2 separate regions of the Macaca mulatta genome follow, and region 2 is linked to region 1. Evidence: chromatin contacts called from public Hi-C data. All regions are on one chromosome and are shown on one strand. The core of a region is the stretch at or near the end of the contact, and the rest is flanking DNA. Distances in the headings are between cores, read along the strand shown. Region 1 holds the start of GTF2A1 (general transcription factor IIA subunit 1). Region 2 holds the start of SEL1L (SEL1L adaptor subunit of ERAD E3 ubiquitin ligase).

Region 1 (2,981 bases), core at 286-2,785:
AATCCGGTTTCACCAGCACAGAACTTTGACATTTCGTTTTGCTTTGTCTCTGGAAGACAAACTCCCTCACTCATCCAAGCGACATCTCAAGTCCCTCAAAATTCCCAGGGACAAGAAAATTAGGTACTATGAATTCTGCCTTCCAAACAGCATTCTCTGTTCCGCTTGCAATGTCGATATAAAGGCAGGATTTGCTTGGGCAGAATAGGTCAAAAGCTTATTGAATTGCACATGGAACACAGCCTGCTTGCTCTCTTATAGCGAGAGGCCATGAGAGTTGCTGGGTCAAGGGCATGCATTTCAATGTGATCAGTCACTATACGTTGGCCATGCGGAGTCGCAGTTTTTGGCAATATTTTTAAAAACCAGGGAAAGTTACTGTGCTGTTATAATCCAAAGGCTGGTGGGGTTTTCTTCCCCACCGCATCTCCACTAGCGTGATAAATTAAAGTACGTGGGCTAGTAGAGAACTAACCTCTGGGCAACTTAAGCCTAGTCTTCGCAGCGTACCCAGTGTGGAAACAAACGAATCAGAGGTTACTAATTCTGGAATGTTAAAAGTGGGCCCCGATCGGCGTTTACTCCCTTTGGGAAATCCTATACAATTCTGCGCGCGAAAGACCCACCCTTGGTGAGGCGCGAAAGCCGAGAAGCTTATAGTCAAAGCCTCACTGACAAATCAAGAGATGACTCCGCATTTAAAACCTTCCCGAATAGGAACGCGCCAGAGGCCGGAAGCTACGCCACGTGACCAATCCTCCTCCGCGGCCATTCCTAGTGAGGCAGTAGGCACCGCCTCTCACATTTCCTAACTCCTACAGCGCGGGACCGGGCGGAAACCTGCGACAGGAGGCGGTCCCACCTAGCTTCGGAGTGTCACTAGAACTCGCGTCTTTTCCAGCAATGCTTTGCAAGTACTTCACCGCAAAGAACTGCCGCAGACTTCCGCCTGGGTGCCAACCACGTGATCAGGCGAGCGTTGGAGAGGCGTAGGTCCGACTACACTAGTTCACTCCCCGGGCTCCGCCAGCCCAGCACCCACCACGGCGCGTGACAACGCGGCTCGCGGCGGCCTCCGCCCCGGCGCGCCTGCGCACGCGGCTCTCGCGGTGTCTCGCGCTCAGCCCCGCCCACATCTGCCCCCGCCCTTTCCGCCCCTCCCTCCCCCTTCACCCTGTTTCTCGGCGGCGGCGGCGGCGGTGGCGGCTCGCGCAGCTTGTTGGCTCGCTATATAAAGGAGAGAAGCGGGCGGACCGGACGGCTGGAGCTGCAGCCGGTGGCGGCAGCGGCGGCGCAGGGAGCGGCGACCGGTGGTGGTTTCCCTCCTTGGCGCGGGGTGGGGAGCGGGCAACGCCCCCCGGACCCCTAAAGGGTCGTGGCTTTTTTTTTAAAGGCGATTCTCGAGGTTTTTAGCTGCGGGAGGAGTGCCCCCCTCCTCCTCTCTCCGCTCTCCCTTACTCCTTCAGGATTGATTTTGTTTAAAATTTTTTCCCCAATCTTGTGGTGATTTGGGTCACCCTCCGGGTGTTTTAGTTTTTTTTTTTTTTTTTGGTTTTGTTTTTATCTTGTTTTCTTGGGGTTGCCCCCTCTTGTTTGTGTTGTGTGTGGAAATGGCGAACTCGGCAAATACAAACACCGTGGTAAGGACGTGGTTCGGTGGCCGGCGGGGGCTTCGTTCAGGCGGCAGCAACGGCCGGACCGGGCGGGGGCGGGGACGGCGGCGACTCCCGGCCTCGACTCTTCAGCCGTCCGCGCGGCCGCCGCCGCCGCCGCCGCCGCTTCCCGCCTCGGGCGGATCGGGCCGGAGCGCCGGGCGGCGGGCGCGGGGGGGCGCCGAGGGCTCGCGGCGCGGGGAGGGCGGGGGCGCCGGCGGGGCCTGGGGCAGCCGCGGGCCGGGCCGGGCCGCGGAGGCCGTTGGGCCCGGGCGGGCGTGCAGCCCCGGCCCCAGAACCCGGCCGCCGGGAGGGAGGGCGGGAGGGGAGCCGCCGCTTCCCCGCGAGGGGCCCGTCCGTGCTGTCTTGACGAGGGCTCCCCGAGCGGCTGCAGAACAAAAACCGTGTCTGGGGAATCGGGCGAACCCCCGAGACCCACCGTGATCCACTTTAATGCAGTGGAAGAATAATGATTACTTTGGGGGTTACTTAGGTTTTTTCTGGCTGTTGTGCTTTGGGAACCTTCACTGGGGCCATTTTATGTTTAAAAAAAGGAGGAAGGTTGGTTGAAAAGCACTTATCTCAGTTCCTTCCGAATGGGTAAAATGGCGAAGGGGAAGACCCCCATCGTATCTTCGACTAGCAGAAGCACCAAAACAAACAAAAAAAGCCTGCAGTGGTCCAAGTGTCCCCGCTTTCGCCTTGAAATTTACCTACTTCTTCCCGTTGGTCCCTTTTTGGTTACTTGAGATCACGTAGGTTTGCAAAAAGCAGTCACATAAATAACCTTTTCAGTCACCAACGCAATGTGATCACTAGTCCACCCAACTCTTATTTTTATGATGACAATAAAACACGTTTTTGCCCTGTCCCAAATGCCGCAGACCAGCCCGCGGCCGCCCGACACCGTACCGTTGGCGACTCGGGTCGATCCATCATGGCTGCGGCCGCTTACCCTGCTTTTCAGTCCCTGAGCCTTGTGGTCCTCCTCCCTTTGGCTGCCCTGTTTATATAGAGCCATTGCCGCTCTCTAATATAGACTCTGCCAGGATGGGAAGGTGCTTTTCAGTACTACGTCACCGCCTCTCCATTTAAACACCAGATCCGGCTTTAAATAGTGAGAGCTGCTGAGAGCGGGGCTGGGAGGTGCGTGCTCCCGAGGCGAGAGCCAGGCGCGTGCAGAGCTCAATTTATTTCTAGGTCCTTTTTTCACGCTGTAATTTCTCATCCGTCGGGGGCTGCTTTCAGAGCCCCAAGTTTTGGTTTTGTTCCTAGCAGCAGCCAGGATTTGCCTTCTTTGTTTGCTAGGGGAAATATATCCGAATCGCT
Region 2 (2,981 bases), core at 289-2,788, 320 kb before region 1:
TGGCTAGAACTCAGGTGCATCATCCAGGTGAGAGAAAATGAAAGCATTGGGGGAGTCTTCAGTGAGGGAGAGAACACAGGTACATAATAAAATTTAAAAAATAAAAGTTACATAGTGAGTTGATAGAACTTGATTATCAATAAGACAAAAAAGGAAGGAAAATATACTAGATTTTACTCTATGATTTATAATCAGAGGAACTCAGAGGGAACATTGTTAGTGACACAAATGGTGATGAGAGCCGAGGAGGTTGTAGTTGAAAAGACAAGTTTTTGGAGGAGATAATTCTTTCCTTCAACTCCTCCGATGTGAATGAGAAACAGTGGTTGGTTTTTTACCATCTTCCTGAAAATAAAAGGCTCTATCTCAAAAAAAAAAAAAAAAAAAAAAAAAGGAAGACAAAGACAAATGCCCAGAAGTGCTAAGACACATGGCCAGCAGAGACTTTTCCAAAGCCCTTCACTTGGCTGGACGAGGTTCTAGGCCTTAGAGCTGACTGTGGGTGGATGATAGGGAAAGCAGAACGACAAGGTTTGATGAAAGAAGGGCCAGGAACACCAAGCCACTGCTCTACTACCCAGTTGGAACATGCCTGGAATTGGTGCTTATTACATAGAGTATTTCTGTGCCTGCGATGCAATCACTGTCACCTTTACCTCCACACACATGAACCTGGTCTCCTGACTTTAGTTAGGAAAGAAGAGAACAATGCAACTCACAAGAAGAGAATGATGAGGACAAGTGTTTAAAATACTTTTTCAGACGCTGTTGGCACATTTTCTAGATGATTATTGTCTGGTGAACCCAGTGAAAACAAATACTGTATTGAGATAATCTGTACTGAGTGGATTTATTTCCTTTTGTTTTGTCGGAGAAAGGAGGAGAGGTAGTGAGTTGCACCCTGGTTTCCATACTTCACGGTACTGTTTTATCTAAGTTTTAAAAAACACCTCAAATTCAACTAGCAGTGGCATTTTTCTCAGTGTTCATATCACTATGCCCAACTTAAATTTTTTTAATAAAACAGGAAAAAACGCTAAACACATTACAAGTTCTTAAAATTATTCCTTAATATTTATTTTGGGTCAATTTAAAAAGGCTTGTGAATCCATAGCCTTGAGTTAAAATTTAGTTCAGGTGTTAGTTACATTCTAACTTTAACAGTCACCCGCACTTGTAAATCTTGCCCCACGATGGACTACATTTCCCAAGAGCATCCCCCGAGTTAATCACATGAAGTGCCTTCTAGGAATTGTAGTCTTGGATGAGCCTCTTTTCTCTCAGTCTTTGATTCACGCCCTGATTCCGGTTGAAACGGTGCTACCAATTAGCAGGGGCCATGTCCGTGAGTCGTGGTCCAACCGGGAAAGCTGGTGTGGGAGCCTGGGACAATGATTGGCCAATGAATGACCCCGGGGCGGAGCAATGGGGGCGGGCGGGGAGACCATGGTGATTGGACCAGACGCCCGCGACGGCGGGCGGGGATTGGCTGCGCCCTGGGTCAGGGAGGCCTGGGAAGGGGCGGAGGAAGGAGACTAGAGCAGGAAGAGCAGCGGCGAAGCGGCGGCGGTGACTCCGTGGTGGCAGAGGCGAAGGCGACATCTCTAGGGGTTGGCACCGGCCCCGAGAGCAGGATGCGGGTCCGGATAGGGCTGACGCTGCTGCTCTGTGCGGTGCTGCTGAGCTCGGCCTCGGCGTCCTCGGGTCAGTATCCGCCCCCTTGGGCTGAAGGCCCAGAGCCTCCGCCCCCCAGCCTCTACCGCCGGCCGGAGCCGTGGGGACCCAGACTCCGGACCCCGTTCTCCTTGGGCACACCTCGCACTGGCCTGTCACTCGCTCTTTGGCTTTGCTTGGCCTGCGCCGAAGGGGCTATTTAGGGAGGTGGAGTGGGGTGGAAAAAGAAGGCGCGGTCACTCCGCCCACACCTCTCTCCCACGTAACAAACTTTACGCGACTCTCTCTCACGAACGCGGAATTGACTCCAAAAGAATGAATCCCGACCCAGGAGCCGGAGTGGTGCTTCCTCGACCCTGGGGTAGAGGAAGGGTCTGGTCTGGAACTCTGGGCTTGGGAATTGAAAGTTAAATAATTGACAAACCTGGAGCTGTCTCTTTAGGGCAGAGGAGGATCCATCCAGACCAGGATGTTGACAGTAGTTTGGTGAGTTTGCCTAACACCTGTGATGGTCCCTGGTCCGTTTGTTTAAAAACAAAGACTTTTGATCTCCTCGTAGCCACTTTCTACTTTTTTGAAACCTTCCTGAGAAAGCGGTGACCTGGGGCAGTGTTTCTGAGTTGCCCCATGTTTGTTTATGATGTTTGGGAAAATCTTGGTTCTTATAAGTTGCGTTTTATATAGATAGAAATTTGTGTGCTTTTGAATTGATTTTCCAGTTAGCTAATTTTTATTCTGGTTCTAGTCCCCCACCCCCCACCTTTTTTTAATGTTTTAATCTGCCTACATTTGAAAATTTCCATTTTGAGAGGGTTCATGAAAAACTTCGTGTTTCTAAGTGTTGATAAAGAAAAATTAGTACAGTAAACTTTGGAATTTTAATCTGTTTCAGTTAACAAGACAGCTGTTCTGTGGCTTTACGTTTTGGGGAGACAACACAGAGTATAATGTCAACTTTTTAAATAAATGTCAGCTTTTTTTTAACAGAAAATTTCCCAGGTGGTTATTTGAATCCCCAAATTACCTGTCCTAGTTGTAAATCAGTGCCATAACGTCATTCTGCTTCTAAAATAAGAGGCCTAAACCTAAATTCTATCCATGATGTGGTTTGAAATTCCATTTCAAAAGCACCAACCCTGTGCTAATTACTTTACTGCCAACGTCATTCTTTGAGGTCCACTCGCCTCCCTCCAGTAGTAGTGGTGGTTTGAGTTTAATGACCAGATCTTTAGACTCTACATAACTCTGGAAGCACTTTTAGCAGTTATTTAATATTTGATCAAAAAGCATGAAATGAAGTTGTTGAG

Evidence for each region. A called contact is a pair of places that touch in the nucleus more often than the background predicts.
Region 2: a contact with region 1 is called in a Hi-C map of liver, with 2.5 times the contacts expected there. The contact joins the promoter of SEL1L here to the promoter of GTF2A1 in region 1. A contact is called at or near these places in 2 of 14 Hi-C or Micro-C datasets (CD4 T cells and liver).

The regions. Positions count from the first base shown.
Region 1 is chr7:154,447,456-154,450,436 of T2T-MMU8v2.0, reverse strand. It overlaps GTF2A1 (general transcription factor IIA subunit 1), which reads left to right and starts at 1,535. Exons shown (of 9, transcript NM_001257710.2): 1 at 1,535-1,640. The coding sequence starts at 1,611.
Region 2 is chr7:154,767,713-154,770,693 of T2T-MMU8v2.0, reverse strand. SEL1L (SEL1L adaptor subunit of ERAD E3 ubiquitin ligase) reads left to right here and starts at 1,538. Exons shown (of 21, transcript XM_001105925.5): 1 at 1,538-1,704. The coding sequence starts at 1,635.